2 separate regions of the Macaca mulatta genome follow, and region 1 is linked to region 2. The links are chromatin contacts, called in public Hi-C maps. All regions are on one chromosome and are shown on one strand. Each heading gives the region's core, a stretch centred on a gene start, on an enhancer-like site or on the middle of the called end of the contact. The rest is flanking DNA. Distances are from core to core; before and after follow the strand shown.

The links. A called contact is a pair of places that touch in the nucleus more often than the background predicts.
Region 1: a Hi-C map of liver shows a contact between it and region 2, with 1.9 times the contacts expected there. The contact joins the promoter of SELENOT here to the promoter of EIF2A in region 2. A contact is called at or near these places in 4 of 14 Hi-C or Micro-C datasets (CD4 T cells, blood, fetal cortex germinal zone and 1 more).

Annotation. Positions count from the first base shown.
Region 1 is chr2:53,625,960-53,629,127 of T2T-MMU8v2.0, reverse strand. It overlaps SELENOT (selenoprotein T), which reads right to left and starts at 1,877. Exons shown (of 6, transcript NM_001159414.2): 1 at 1,655-1,877. The coding sequence starts at 1,791.
Region 2 is chr2:53,572,338-53,575,505 of T2T-MMU8v2.0, reverse strand. EIF2A (eukaryotic translation initiation factor 2A) reads right to left here and starts at 1,299. Exons shown (of 14, transcript XM_015131799.3): 1 at 1,256-1,299. The coding sequence starts at 1,283. It overlaps SERP1 (stress associated endoplasmic reticulum protein 1), which reads left to right and starts at 1,575. Exons shown (of 3, transcript XM_015131801.3): 1 at 1,575-2,049; 2 at 2,316-2,391. The coding sequence starts at 1,966.

The DNA.
Region 1 (3,168 bases), core at 628-3,127, 53 kb before region 2:
TTAAACCATCCTCCCATTTGCAGTATTACATGAAAGATGATATATTTCAGGCACATAGTACACCGTACAGGGAGGTTTTTTGCTTCTTTTTTTGAGACGGAGTTTCGCTATTGTTGCCCAGGCTGGAGTGCAATGGCGCGATCTCGGCTCACTGCAACCTCCGCTTCCCGGGTTCTAGCGATTCTCCTGCCTCAGCCTCCCAAGTGGCTGGAATTACAGGCATGCGCCACCACGCCAGGCTAATTTTTATATTTTTAGTAGAGACGCGGTTTCTCCATGTTGGTCAGGCTGGTCTCGAACTCCCGTGGTCTCGAACTCCCGACCTCAGGTGATCCGCCAGCTTCGGCCTCCCCAAGTGCTGGGATTACAGGCATGAGCCAGCGCGCCAGGCCTTGTTTGTTTTTACTCAGAAGAAATTGCAATGTTTTTAGTTTTTACTCCAAAAATAAAGTCTCACCATCTTATTTTCTAACTCAAACATCACCTTAAACTGATTTTTAAAAATTATTTTAAAGATTTGCTTGGTGTTCAGTGAGTAAGCAAAAAGCTAGTTGGAGAAGTAGAAAATCTAAACTTTAATATACTAATACATGAAGTTCTTAAAAGAAGGGTTTAAGTGAATGATGGCCAACACCAGCATTCCGATGTATCAGGACTCTGATGATTTACTAATCTGGCTATCCTGGGATGGTCAGTTTATCCTGAGAAAATGTCATCTTTGGGGGTTTAAGATTCTCATTTCTATAATTTTACAATTTTGGTGTTTTTTCCCCCAATCTTTGGAGCTTTTCAATCCCCACCCGCAACCTCCCTTACCGTATAAAAGGCATCATTGCCCTGTTCCTAACGATTAGGTTAAAAACAAAATAATTTAAAGAACACTGTCGAAAACTGCCGAGATCTTTTCTGTGAATACACAAGACAACTGAAAGGTAGAACGAGATGCCAGAGCAGGCAACTCCTGGGAGGCAGGTGAGGGGTGAATGCGAGCGAACTGTCAAAGTTTAGAAGAACAACGTGCTCCTTTTCTGACACTTTGGAAATGGCAAACAGAACCAGCATCCCCAGACCTCCCCTTCACGCCCTCCAGCTGTCAGACGCCCCATTCGCAAACTCAACAGTCCCCCCAGCAAGTCCTGGAGAAAAACGGCGTCTGTCACTCCCGGATCCTCTCCAACGACCCGAATTAACCTTCACCTAGCCAGGGAGCGAGGCCGCCCAACATAACCCCGGAAAAGAAGGCAGGAAAAGTGAACTGACAAATGCTTGGCGCTCCTCCGCTGACGCGGCGCCTACTCATCCCCATCTCCGCAGGCAGTCGGGGTGGCTATGGCGTGACGCCGCCGACAGGTCCTCCGTACTAACAGGTGTCCCCCCGTCTTCGCCTTTCAGCGTTTAACCTTCTCGCGCCCTCTTTCCCCACTCCCACTGTTCTAGGAGGCAAAAATCAAGTGAGCAGTTGTACCTGGAAAAGGAGGGCGGCCTGACCGCTCTAAAAGGGCCCGCGAGAAGGTTGTCTGTGGAAGGGCTCCCGCACCGTTCTGCGAGGCCAGCGAAGATGCAGCCAGCTAGGCCGCGAAGCCGGGGCCTCGCGTACCCAGCGGCGCCGAGCACAGGCGCGGCGGGGTGGCCGGGGCCCACTGCACATACTCACCAAATCTGGAACTTGAGCAGCGGCCCCGTGGCGTACTGCATCTTTAATCTCTTGCTGGGCACGCCGCCCAGATTGGCCGAGGCCTCGCTCCGGACCATCGCCGACGCCGCCACTAGGAGAAGCAGCAGAAGCCTCATCTTAATTGAGCCAGCCGCTTCGGCCGCCCTCAGACTAAGACTGCAGCCAGCCCAAAGCCCAGGCGCGAGCTGCTCCCCACTGCGCAGGCGCGATCAGCCAAGGTCGGGGGAGGGGAGCAGTAATGCGCCTGCGCGGCCCGGCGCCTGCGCGCACTACTGGAGTGAAGAGCCGACCTGTTTTACTGTCCTGACTCACCACCATCTTGGTAGTGTGCAAGACTCTGGGACGGCATAAGAAAGGAAGAGAGGGAGCAAAGGAGCTGGTGGGGTGTCACAGGGCCCATGTATGAGGCAGATTTGAGTTCTATATCCAGTTTTGCAATTTATCCATTTATCTGCCTGAGACACTTGGAAACACCTACTTGACAGCCCTGATTCAAGTGTTGGCGGATAGGAGGGAGGAGACTCCTGACCCTCAGAATGGTAATGCTGAAATTTTTGGGGTGCCCTGTTTATGGCCTTTTCTTTGATCTTACAATATTGCTTTCTCCTAAAAGAATATTAAACATAAGTTTTAAGAAACCTTTGAACAATTCCAAACGTATATTATACAAAAATAGAGTAACTACCTTAGCAAGCTTTAACAGTTACTAACATTTTGACGTTCTTGATTTGTCTATATCTCTAAACACTTCTTCCCTTCCTGGGCATATTTGGAAGCAAATCTCAGACGTCATATCATTTCATCTCTATATATTTAAACACGGTCTCACTGTCACCCAGGCTGAAGTGCAGTAGCATGATGATAGCTCACTGCAGCCTCACACCCCTGGGCTCAAGCAATCCTGCCTCAGCTTCCCAAGTGGTTAGGAACACAGGCACAGGCAACTATGCCTGGCTTACAATTATTTAAGCACATATCTCTAAAAAAGAACTATTGTTTGAAAAAAAAAATGACCACAGTATCATTATCTCACCTTTAAAAAATAGTAATTGCTTAGTATTAAATAGTGTTCAAATGTCTCAATAACTACTTATTTTCCTACTGTTCATTTGTTAAAATAAGAATCAAAATTAAATTTATACATTGTCATTGGTTGATGTGTCTTTTAGAACAAGTCAAAAACTTTTAAGACCAGGAACACACCAGTAATTGAACAATTTTGTTTATTATTAATTGCAGCAAGAGGGATGCTATGGTTTGAATATATCCCCCGAAAAGCATGTGTTGGAAATTTAATGCCCAATGTAACAGTGTTGGGAGATGGGGCCTATGGGAGGGGTCCACCCTCATGAATGGATTAATGCCAATTATGAAAGGACTTGAATGGATTAATGCCAATTATGAAAGGGCTTAAGGTTTCGATTTCTGTCTATTGCTCTTTCACTTTTGCACTCTCCTGCACATTTACCTTCCTCCATTGGACGACAGAACAC
Region 2 (3,168 bases), core at 50-2,549:
ATTTTAAAATGTAGAAATAGAAACGTAGACTGGCAAAAAGTGCAAAAATGTTTTAAGGTTTCTTTCTTTCTTTCTTTTTATGAGACAGTCTCGCTCTGTCGCCCAGGCTGGAATGCAGTGGCGCGATCTTGGCTCATTGCAACCTCCGCCTCCCGGGTTCAAGCAATTCTCCTGCCTCAGCCTCCCAAGTAGCTGGGATTACAAGCGCCCGCCACCACGTCCGGCTAAATTTTTTTGTATTTTTAGTAGAGACGGAGTTTCACCATGTTAGCGAGGGTGGTCTCGATCTCCTGACCTCGTGATCTGCCCACCTCCGCCTCCCAAAGTGCTGGGATTACAGGCGTGAGCCACTGCGCCCGGCCCTTAAGGTTCCTTTCAGGGGATGGGGGAAAAGGGAGGAAATGGCCTTCCTCCTCAAATGCAGACGTTTCTCTTAATGACTTTTTTGCTTCTGTATAGTTACCAGAACTTAACCAAAGCCTTCTTTTCCTTCCCAATTCTTTCCCTTACATAATACTCACATGCAAATACTCCTAGCCACAACCTAGTAAAGCAACTTCCCCAGCATTGTCCAATCTAAGTTTATTATCTTCTTCAACACTACACACTCTGTCTTCAGCTTCAAAATTTCAAAAGTCCTCTAATGTTCTACTTTTAATATGCTCATAACCATTTCAAAATAAAATGTTGCTAGAATATCTCTATCATGCTCACTGCTATATCCTCTTCCAACCCCACCTTCATCATTTGAAATCTGCATTACAGCTCCACTCTCCCTATTCAGTACTACAAACCCCATTAAGGAAGGCAGGCCAGAATTTGGAATTACTTAAGTCCAGGTGTATTTAATGTGCGTGGTCATTCTAGTGGACTAACTCTGTTTGTCTTTGTCCTTACTGTAGAGCTAAATGACTTCACAAGGGCCCGTGTAACACCAGTATTGCAGACCCAAGTGTCACAAATTCAACTAGCACATTCTGTTTTTCTCCCCCTTCTTCTATCCTGTAGAAGATGAATCCGCAGGCAAGAATGATGGATCAGTGAAAGGGAGGGGGAATACGAAAGCCCAGAGGCGGAGACTTCACTTCCGACTGCCACGCTATATCAAGAAAGCCAAGAGATAGTCTGGCCTTTCCGCAAGCCACAGGAAAAGGCAGATCAGACTTTTCGGGCTCCTCGGGTAGTTCTCAAAGACAAAGACAAAAATAAGAAACTAGTCTGAAGAAAGAGAGTCCCTTGCTTCTTCAGAACTCACCTGTCAAGAGCGGCGTGGACGGCGCCATGTTGTCCCGGAAAAAGAAACCGCTCGGGTGAGAGTTCACGAGGGCCGAACCCGGCCCCTACACGTCTCCTCCTGCGTGGAAACAGCGAGCTGGTGTTTCCGGAGCCATCAGCCTCGGGGCCAATTCACTTCCGGTTGCGGAGTGACGCGGAAGAGGCGCCCGAACGCGCAAGCACAGATCTGGGGCGACGCTTGACCGAGCTTGGGAGGGCTGGACTGGGGCGGGTGCGTCTGCTTTCGCCCTCCTTCTCTAGCAGGAGGGGCGCGCACTTCCGCGGGGCGGAGCCCACCTAGTGCTGACGTTGGCAGCCGAACCCAAAGTAGATCGAGGCGGCGGGCTGCACATTCCCGTTGTTGCGTTGCGTTTCCTTCCTCTTTCACTCCGCGCTCCCGGCGGCGGCCAAAGCGGCGGCGACTGCGGTGCGAGAACGACCCGGCGGCCAGTTATCTTCCTCCCGTGCACCCGCCAGGCTTGGCCAGTCAGTCGGCGACCGGCGCCCGGCTTGTGCTCAGTCCCCGCGCTTGCCGCGCCCAGGCCCAGCGGCCGTAGCCAGCGCCTGGCCTGAGAACCTCGGCGCTCCGGCGGCGCGGGCACCACGAGCCGAGCCTCGCAGCGGCTCGAGAGGAGGCAGGCGAGCGAGCGAGTCCGAGGGGTGGCCGGGGCAGGTGGTGGCGCCGCGAAGATGGTCGCCAAGCAGAGGATCCGTATGGCCAACGAGAAGCACAGCAAGAACATCACCCAGCGCGGCAACGTCGCCAAGACCTCGGTAAGGAAAGAGCGGTCGCCCCTCTGCGTTCCGCAGCCGGGGCACAGTCGGGGTCCCTGGGGCCGCGTCGCGTTTTCTCCCGGATCCGGTCGACTGTGGGCTGTGCTGTGGAGGGGTAGGGGCCCGAGTCTGCGAGCCGCCAGACTGTAGGGGCTCGGGAACCGAAGGGGAGACCTGTGGGTGAGGGGACCGGCCACCGGGGCTGTGGGAGCCTGGGGTCCGAGTGGTTTGTCTGCATCTGAAATGGTGGATTTTCGCTTTTGCAGAGAAATGCCCCCGAAGAGAAGGCGTCTGTAGGACCCTGGTTATTGGCTCTCTTCATTTTTGTTGTCTGTGGCTCTGGTAAGTGTCTTGCGGGCTCCCATCAGGTAGAGTCTTGGGTTGAAAGGGTTTGGGATGACGTGGTGACCGGTCAGTAGTGAGTCCTACCTGCGTAGTTCTCAACCCACCTGCAGAGGACTCCACATAATTCTGTTTCATCTGAACCAAATTACTTGTTCCACATATGCACAGAGGGTAGTGCTCCAGAAACTTCTCCTAGCTTAATTTGTACTCACAGGAGATCAGAAAGGAGGTCAAGTCTTGGTAATGATCGAGTTGGAATAAATGTACGACCGGACAAAACCTAACGGAATGATAATTTAGAATGTTTTTTAGCTTCATTATCAGCCTTTGCAAAGGAACTTATAAATATGTACATACAGATGTTAGCACTTGATTTAACATATACCAGAATTTAATATCTTAATGTCAAAATTGAGTATATTTTATGAAGTAAAGCTTGTGCAAAGAATTGATTCACTGTAGAGGAAATGTACCTGATTGGCATTTTAATGTGAGTCAAATGTTTTTAGGTTAATAAAAGAAACGTTTGACATATGGTTTAAAAAAAATTGTCAGGGCAGCCTGCTGTCAGAGTAACAGACACTTGCCTTTGCAAATAGATTACAAAAAAAAGGTCTTTCTTCTCTTCGTTTATCATCTTAATATGCAAGCTGTTAATATTGAAGTAGATGTTGGTTTTCCACTTTCTAAAGTTACTGAGATTTCTGTTTAACGTTTCACTTTGCCTTTCTTTTGCACTTACCAATTGGAAACTTTCCTGATAAATGGCTGAGA